Linked DNA regions of Zea mays: all the other regions are linked to region 2. Evidence: chromatin contacts called from public Hi-C data. All regions are on one chromosome and are shown on one strand. The core of a region is the stretch at or near the end of the contact, and the rest is flanking DNA. Distances in the headings are between cores, read along the strand shown. Region 1 holds the start of LOC100281165 (arabinogalactan protein). Region 2 holds the start of LOC100194274. Region 3 holds the start of LOC100384565.

The links. A called contact is a pair of places that touch in the nucleus more often than the background predicts.
Region 1: a Hi-C map of ear shows a contact between it and region 2, with 2.2 times the contacts expected there. The contact joins the promoter of LOC100281165 here to the promoter of LOC100194274 in region 2. A contact is called at or near these places in 2 of 25 Hi-C or Micro-C datasets (ear and tassel).
Region 3: a Hi-C map of tassel shows a contact between it and region 2, with 2.3 times the contacts expected there. The contact joins the promoter of LOC100384565 here to the promoter of LOC100194274 in region 2. A contact is called at or near these places in 2 of 25 Hi-C or Micro-C datasets (ear and tassel).

Annotation. Positions count from the first base shown.
Region 1 is chr2:198,911,706-198,914,733 of Zm-B73-REFERENCE-NAM-5.0, reverse strand. It overlaps LOC100281165 (arabinogalactan protein), which reads right to left and starts at 1,566. Exons shown (of 5, transcript NM_001154084.2): 1 at 1,265-1,566. The coding sequence starts at 1,374.
Region 2 is chr2:198,729,024-198,732,107 of Zm-B73-REFERENCE-NAM-5.0, reverse strand. LOC100194274 reads left to right here and starts at 1,757. Exons shown (of 7, transcript NM_001139313.1): 1 at 1,757-2,142; 2 at 2,306-2,455; 3 at 2,586-2,651; 4 at 2,763-2,831; 5 at 2,954-3,046. The coding sequence starts at 1,882.
Region 3 is chr2:198,548,240-198,551,156 of Zm-B73-REFERENCE-NAM-5.0, reverse strand. LOC100384565 reads right to left here and starts at 1,528. Exons shown (of 10, transcript NM_001177076.1): 1 at 1,220-1,528; 2 at 208-280. The coding sequence starts at 1,351.

The DNA of each region.
Region 1 (3,028 bases), core at 317-2,816, 180 kb before region 2:
CATTGATGGATGGCATCATTGTATTGTATGAGACCTTTATCTTTTGTATTGTTCTATTTATGTGGATCATATCGCTGAGATGGATGCAAAACCTAGAAACAATAATTTTTTCTTTTAAAATAGTCAATTACATGCGACCAGTGAACATATTAGTTTTTTAGGAGCAATTTGCATATAAACAGTTCCCCAGGCCTCCAGGGGTATTACAGGTATTTCATACACAGCCTACATCTTCTGCACAGCCCATAGCTGCTCCAACCAAAAAACTTTCAGGTTTTCTCGCAACTCTCAACTCACAGCAGTCACAGCCCACAGCTTACCATAGCCTTTTCTTTTCAAAAGCCACAGCTCAACCAAAACCAAACATGGCCTGAATTTTGTATTTTTGTTGTAGCCTATGAAGATTATTATGTTAGACAGTCCCTCCTTCCTCATACAACAGTTCTACTTCTACCCACATGATACTCCAAATTGTCTAAATAAGGAAAGAGATGAAGTCATAAAGATCGTAATTCAGATTTGCATTGTAGTATATATATTTACAAAAGGAAACATATATGGTGCTCAAAGGGGTACGGTGCTCACGTGCATATTTTAAATCTGGAACATCCATCTCACATCCAGCGGCTGCAGTTAATTTGATTAAGAACCCCTCCCACCAAGGGAGGAAGGTGAAAGGGGTTCTTTGTAATATTGATGCTTCTATTAGATGTTGGATGGACGCTCCAGATTTAAAATGTGCACGTGAGCACCTTACCCCTTTGAGCACCAGATATGTTCCCTTTACAAAAACATATCGATGAACCAACCAGATTCATCGCCAAACAAAGAGGCAGCAGCCAGAACAACGGCAATCCGTGGCACGACTTGCTCAGCGGAGAACATCTTCAAGGGCTCAATTCCGGCCGGCCACCACGCCACCTATAGCGTGGCCATCCCGTATTCCCGCACCATCCTCAATGTTGGGCCGACACCAGTCCCCTTCGATCCATTGTATTTGTTTCTACCAAAAAAAACTAGTCCGGACATCCCTAAATCGCCCTCCAGAAACCGCGGAATTCATTGTATTCGACTATTTTCCATCCCAAGAAAACCTAAAAACTAGTATGGCGATCCCTAAATCCCCATCCAGAAATCGGAATCCATTGCTTGACTATTTTTCCACCTGGAAACCTAAAAATATAGTCCTATAATCACTAAATCCACAATTGGAAACCGTAATCCCTATATACATCGCAAAATCAGCAGGTGGGATGGTACTTACGATGGGATCTTGTCGACGTGGAACTCGACGCCATCCCGGGCGAGGACGAACATCTCACTGTAGAACGGCACCGGCATCCCATTCCCAAACAGCTGCGGGTTCTCCGCCATCCCTCCTTCTGCTTCCCCCTCCTGGATCGATCGCGGAGCGAAGACGAAGAGCAACGAGTTATTAGATTTCGCGGTGATGCTTGGCAGTTGGCAAGGAACGGTGGCCCGGTGGGGTCGATTACGGCACCGTTTGGAAGCGTTGTAGTTTATAAAAAACTGGTTTTTTATCTTAGTTTTTAAAAACCGGTTTCTAAAAAAAAAACTGGCTGGAGCTGCTTGGAAGCGCTATTTGTCAAAAATAGCTTTATTTCTGTTCAAAATGACCAGCGCACCCCTTAATGACGTGTTTGGATTGCAGCATCATGTAGCCCGGAGTCAAATCATCCGTCATGGGTTAGAGACCAGAAGGACGAGGTCATCCGCTACTTTTTCAAGGAACCAGCTCGACCGTCAACTTATACCTATAGAGAAAGCTACGAAGGATGGCTTGATGACGGATGGGTTTACCTCGTGACACAAACCAAACAGAACATGCAGGTTCGGACTTAGGTTCGGATGATTCTGGATGAGTTCATTTGTCAATCCAAACAGGTCGTAAGTTTTTTAAATCATCTGGTACACAAATGCCCTCGCCTACAGTGTACAGAAATTGCAGGCACCGAAAACGCATGCATCATATATGGTACACCTTCTTCAGAGTTTTCAGAGTTTGTGTATAGATTACTGGTATGAAACACAGTATATATGGCAGTTGAAAACACTGAAAACGTAGATTACTGACAGCTGAAAACACTGAAAATGCATATTACTCGTCAGACACTTAAAACACTAACATATATGGCGGCCACTGAAACGCAGTTCAATATTCAGTACACTGAAACGCAGATTACTATTTACTAGTATGAACTCGCCGACAAGCAAGCCTTCAAGACTAGTTGAAACAAACTTTGAAAACACTGCCCTGGGAAGTGAAGCTGGATAATGCTACTGTCCAACAAAAACTGAAACTCGGTTAAATCTAATGTCTGAAGTGCTCACTCTCGTCGGTTCCTATTCTTCGTCGGGCATCAAAACATTGCATATGGTATCACCAAAGACATTTATGTCACCATCTGTCGGCGTTTCGGACCCGAGGGGTCCGTGAGCCAACCAGTAAATTTGTCGTTGCGTGTCCCTACCCAGATGGGTTGGTGCGAGATGGAACACAAGGGGAAAACGCGGCTCGTATTATCTCGTACCGGGGGGGGGGGTGTGCTCGTAGTAGAGGTTACAAGCGTTCGCGAGAGAGAGTGAGCCTGTTCGTTTGCTCGTCCCTCCGCGCGACCCTCTCGCAGTAAGGCCCTGGACCTCCCTTTTATAGATGCAAGGAGAGGGTTTAGGTGTACAATGGGGGTGTAGCTTATGCGCTAATGTGTCTGGTAGAGAGGTGTCTGATCCCTGTGTACATGCCAACGTGGCTGTCGGAGAGGTGCTAGAGCCCTGTGTATGCCATAACGTGGCCGTCGGAGAAGTGTCTGAGCCCTGTAGAAGCGCAGCTGGCGGTGCTGCTGGGATCCTGCTGACGTCTTCTTGCTTCCGTAGGGGGCTAAGAACCACCGTCGTCATGGACGCACACGGAGAGCCATCATTGCCTGCTACTGGGACGAGCCAGATGGGACGCCGGTCTTGTTCCCTCGTAGCCTAAGCTAGCTAGGGGTAGGGTAATGATGTATCC
Region 2 (3,084 bases), core at 508-3,007:
ACATAAATCCAAACTACGTTCATATGTTACTTAATAAATATATAATTAATCTAAAACGAAGTATATTCTAGGATGGAGAGAGTATTTATTTTCAAACGGATACAAGTATATATATGCCGTCCTGGTCCACGAGGACCCGTATGTTAAGCAGGGACAGGGGACAAAGGAGGACGTCGTGGCTATGCGGCATTCAGCTGGTAAGCTTTTGATTGCTCGAGGGGATCGGAGTGATCACTATCATAGTTCTTGGTCACCGGGACAAGCGATGTGTTCACGTGGACGATCAGAACATGCAGCACAAGGTAGCTGCTACTGTTCACGTGGACCGCTTCTGTTACTCGTACTTAGAAATTTTGAAAATGACTGCGCATGAAACTATATCCCATCTACGTATACTTTATCAAACTATATAACAGAGTTTTAAATAACCAGTTATAGCTTTCGCTATAGCCCGCTATAGCTGTTTTAACAAGAAAAAGCTATGCGATATAGCCTCATCTAGATTGCTATATTTCGATATAGCCTGCTATTTGCACTTTTGAGAAGCACGCCGCTAAATCCTTTAACCCGTTATTTAAAACCATGCTATATAGTATATCCTAAATTTAGATGTTTAGATAGATATCGGAGTAACTGTCCTAAATTTAGAGGTATAGCTAATCGGAGTAACTCGTCACTGGAAGTATGGAAAAACAAGACCAAGGTTTGCGATGTAGCAGTAAAAAACATGAAAGGCCGTAGACTGACATGCATCGATCGTCGTGGACGACCGTCCAAGCCAGCGTCCGCATGCATGCATGCGTGCAGTGCAGGCGCAGCCGCTCAAAAGCCCGTACGTCCTGATGACCATCGCCAGGACAGGAAGATCCCTTGTGCCACTCTGATGGTTACTACTAGCTAGTATCTTTACTGTCAGCGTCACATGGTTTTTTTTCTTTACATGTGCAGCAGTTAATGACGCAGCCACTTTGTAGGTGATGTTGCAGGCAGGGGGGGGGGGGGGGGGGGGGGCTGGAAGGCGCTCAGAAACCAGGAGCGCATGCAGCCCTTTCTCTCAGTCTCAGTCGTCAATCGGGTTTCAGTTCCTCCATTATGACGGCCCAGGACCAGGATCAGGATTCAGAATCATCAGGACCAGTACGTGGTGCTGCAGGTAAATTTAATTAACTTTCTATCCATCCTCAACTTCCACAAAATCCCGTAACCTTCTTCTGTTGCCTGCAGACCACCCCATGACAGTACTATGACCAAATATGATCGTCTTAATAGCCGTCGTTTTCGTTTGATTAATCGATCATTTATTCTGTTTAATTAGCAGTTTAAGCGTTCTTTAACCGTTTAGGGCTAGTTTGGTAACTGCAAAAACGTTGCTGCCAAAAGTGGGGCACGCAAAAAGTTTTTTTTTACACACTCAACTTGTCTGTCAAATAGACTTGGGCACAAAATAGGAACCAGAAAGGGTGGGAAAAAAAGGATCAGGCCCTACCCACATGACCATATCCTGAACTGCTGATGGACATTTCTTCAGTCGTTTCGCTCATCCTATTACTAGAACAATATAATACACCAAGGGACACCGGGGCCCTTCCTTACCACTGCCAATATATCAATTAATGGAGAAGTAACGATTTGGTCTTATCATCTCGCTCTCTCATTCCTCCGCCGTCTCCCCCTCCCCGGCCTCAGCTGCTCACCTGCTCGCTCGTGTATATAAGCCAATGGCTGCAGGTCGCCATTGAACTCCATGCTGTTGTTGCTTCTGATGAACTCCTCCTTGCCAAGAAAACTACTACACTGAAAAGGCGTCGGCACGCGGGCGGTGAGGATAGCGTAGCGTAGCATAGCATAGCATAGCATACCGCAGGCGCTGCTGGTTGACAAATGGCAAGCTTATTCCCACAGCTCGCGCAGATGGAGCACGGCGTAGCCGGCGCCTCCCATGGCGCGCCGAGCTTCCTGTTCTGCAATGGCGCAGGTGCAGCCACGGCAGACTCAGCCTCGCTAGAGACCTCGTCCGGTGTTCTCGACACCTCCCCACGAGGCGGAGGCGCTGATTCTGGCGGTAGGAAGGCCCCGACGAAGCCCAGGGAAGACAGCGCCAGCGCCAGCGCCAGCTTCAGCTTCAGCTCTGCGCACTCCAAGGTACTGTGGTTTTCGGTTCACACCACAAGATTAAGCTCTGGTGCATGTGAGAACAGAACAATGTTCCAGCGGCTCAAGAAAGAGAGAGAACGTTTTCACAACCTCTAAAAAACAGAGGATTACAGTCCTTGATAGAGTTTGGTTTCGTGAACTGAACAAGCAGGACTCGAGCTCGAAGGGAAGCACCAAGAATAGGGGAGGGAAAAGAGGCAGAAGCAGCAAGGAGGTAGACGAGGAGGAGGAGCCCAAGGGGTACATACACGTCAGGGCAAGGAGAGGGCAAGCCACGGACAGCCACAGCCTTGCGGAGAGGGTACATACTACTATACTAGTGTGCAGCATCGCCTGCGTATTTTCACCCACCGCCATCTTGCTGTTGACTTCGTGGTTGTTTGGGCCGCAACCTTTTTGCTCATCATCTGTTCTGCTGCCATTTCCTTCAGGTGAGGAGGGAGAGGATCAGCGAGAGGATGAGGGTGCTGCAGGCCCTGGTCCCTGGCTGTGATAAGGTCCCTCAAATCTACTCAAATGCACCGCTCCGCTCTTTAATTTGCATCTCAAAACGCATGGCACTAACTTTCAGAGGGGAATTACCTTCTCTCTTTTTTTTAATAATGCAGGTCACTGGAAAAGCCCTCGTTTTGGACGAGATCATCAACTACGTGCAGTCCTTGCAGAACCAAGTCGAGGTGATAGTGATAGATACACTGGGCAAATAAATAAATAAATAAATTACGACACATGTTGAGATTAGAAAGCTGTAACTAACTGGAAAGTCCGCTTGCTTCTTGGGCGCGTCGTTGCATTGCAGTTCCTTTCCATGAAGATCGCTTCACTGAGCCCTGTGCTGTATGGCTTTGGCATGGACACTACTGACGCTTTCAGCACTGACCATACTACTCAAGTACGCAACCATACATACTATGTCTCTTCCATCCCCTG
Region 3 (2,917 bases), core at 279-2,778, 180 kb after region 2:
AGAAGAAACAGGGTATAAATATGTGCAGCATGAACTTTAGAGAGATGATGGCTATTTATATTCAAAAAATAATGTGCAAACCTAAGTAATAAACATAAATGAAGACATAACCAATAACTAATATATACATAAAACGCCATTGGACATATAAGAAAACTTAATAAAGGCCTTTAGGGGGTGGGGGAGGGCTTTAGACAAGAAAATTACCATATGCACTATTTGCAATTGCTGCAGCAACAGAAAGCAAGTTATCGTAACAGCTTCTCATATCTGCCATATCCTGTCAAAGAAAGCAACAATTCAGAACAAAACTAGCAGGAAGCAGACCCAGAATTTAAAACAAGAGAAGTTTTAACATCATCCATTATGGTATTCTGATGAAGTTATACAGCTGGTGAACAGCAGGACTCACCACTGTTTTTGTTATTCAGGACAGCCACACAAAATAGTTCAATTTTAAACAATTGAAGACTTCTGCACAAACTAATCTGGAATGGGGCACCCATTTGTCAGATCCAACTCGATTAGACAAGATCTCAATTGAGCAAACTAACACCTTCATTTACTGCAAGGAATTCAGAAGTATCACGAGTTCTGCTGCCTGCCCACACTACCCTAGCGCAGAAAGGCATGCCAAATGCTTAAATGTATCTCGCACCAAAGCGACATCACACACAAGCATCGATGCATGATAATCACTCAATTATCACACCATTGAACAGGAGAAAATGCATGGAACCAAAAGCAAACATGACTCTGCCAAGTAACCACAGTAGTTGAGCTGAAATCACGCCACTAGCAGATCAAAGCAAACTCTCTCAACTATGCTAAACTAAAATGTGAGCGGACGATTCCCACAGCACCAGGAAACAACCCGAAAGCAAAGCTCATTCCTCCCGGTGGAATCCCAACGATGTCCAGCCGTGTGTTCGTGAAATTGAGAACAGATCCGGACACTAGAATTTCTACGAAATCCTCACGAGTCACGACGACCATGCTCCAGACTCTCGCACGCCAACCAGGCAACCACCGAACTATGAACTGGTCATCAAACCCAACCACGTGGAATCCATCAACCCGCAGCGGCTGCTGCGAAAACCACAAGCAGGGCCAGAGCTCCCCCGCGAGATCTCCACAGCCCCAACAGACTGACCCACCCATCCGGCTCGCTCGCTCGCGCAGCCACGAAGCGGAAGGGAGAGGCGCAAGGCCCACGCACCTGGGCAGCCGCGAGGAGCTCGTCCGCCGCGGTGGCGGCGGCGGTGGCGTGGCCCCGGCCGCGGTCCCGGTCCACCCGCTGCTCCTGGCGCTGCAGCGCGAAGCCCCGCAGCTTCCGCAGCGACGACTTCATTCTCTCGCTCCTTGCGCCCCGCGAAGCCGATTCAGGGCAGGCGCCGGATGGAGTCCCGGATCGTCCGTGGCCGGCCGGCGATGGGCTCGCGGAAACCCTAGCGGCTAGCCCCGCACACTCCCACCCACTGACGAGCCACGAGCGGGAGAGGGAGAGTGGGGAAGTGGAGAATTCTTTTTTCCTCCCTCTCGGTGCTCGAGTGCGAGTGCTGCGCTGGTGCGCGCTTTCTTTACCCTGTGTCTAAGCGCTATGGTAATCTTATTTTTCAAACGAATTTCTATTTTTCTAAAAAAAATAGTTCATTTTTTCTAGGAAAAATAGAATTTTTTTTGGGAAAAAATAGTGTTCACGATCTCATTTTTCTAAGGAATTTCTATTTCTCTAAGAAAATTTAGTTTATTTTCTTTTGAGAAAATAAAAAATCCTTAGAAAAATAGGGTTCCCAAACTAACCATAAAAATTAAAATAAAAAGTAGGATATAAAATGAGGCTCTGTTGGAACGCTAGAGCTAATAATTAGTCAGCTAATAAATTATTAGTTGTGTTGAGCCAACTAATGAACTAATTGTTTATTGTGAGATAGCTAATAATTAGTTGTGGTATTAGTTGATGGTGTTTAGAACCTAACAACTAGTTTTTAGTAGCTAACTATTAGTTTTAGAGGTTCTAAACAGAATTGAGATAGTAGAGCTAGTGAATAAAGACCGACTTTCCTCCCGCGGCCCACGCACTGTCTCAGGTCGTGTGATCGGTTTTTGGACGGATTTCAATGTTTTACTTTTTAGTCTGCTTATGTAAAACAACTCACAAATCAATATAAATAGATAAATGTATAATTCGTCTAGTCATCGCGACATGAGGGGTCACTGCTTTGTAAACCCTAAAACTTATAACCCCTTCCTTTTTCTCCGCACATAAACCTCACAATATATAGATTCGTGTAACACCTACGAATATTGATTCTCGAAAAATGTAATGTTTCTTTAGAGCTCGTTTGGTAGAAGGTTTATTTACAGTTCTAATATGATACTATGGTATTTGAGATATAGTATTGTGGCCCAAGAGGTGCTTAGTTGAACTTTGTAAATTATTTGATGGGTTGCTTGCCTTTACATCCCATGAAGCTTTGGTAGTTGCTCCGGTCTTTGTTTGGTCAGACACAAGTGTCGGTATTGCTTATGTTAAGCTTTGTTCTAATCCACTCCTACTAGTGCCTCTCAGGCTCTCACACCCTAATATATCACTATTTTCTTCGGAGCACAAAGGTTGTTGTTGCCTTAATGCCTTTGCTCTCTTTTCTTTTATATCTTCTTTTCATAACAGAAACTATCCTATTCCTCTTTGCAACCTAGCGGTCCAGTCAAAGAGAAGGTGTTTGCGGAAAGCAAAGATGAATGGGACGCAAATATCGCGTGGGTATGACCATGACCAATCTTTTCATTCAACGAGATCCGATGCCAATCAGCGGCGTCCATGTCCGGGTTTTTTTTGGGTGGGCGCTGGTCTTTGAGGTCTCCACTACGGGTGGGTGTTGAGGTTATCCGAAATTTTTGGGTCTGGTAATTC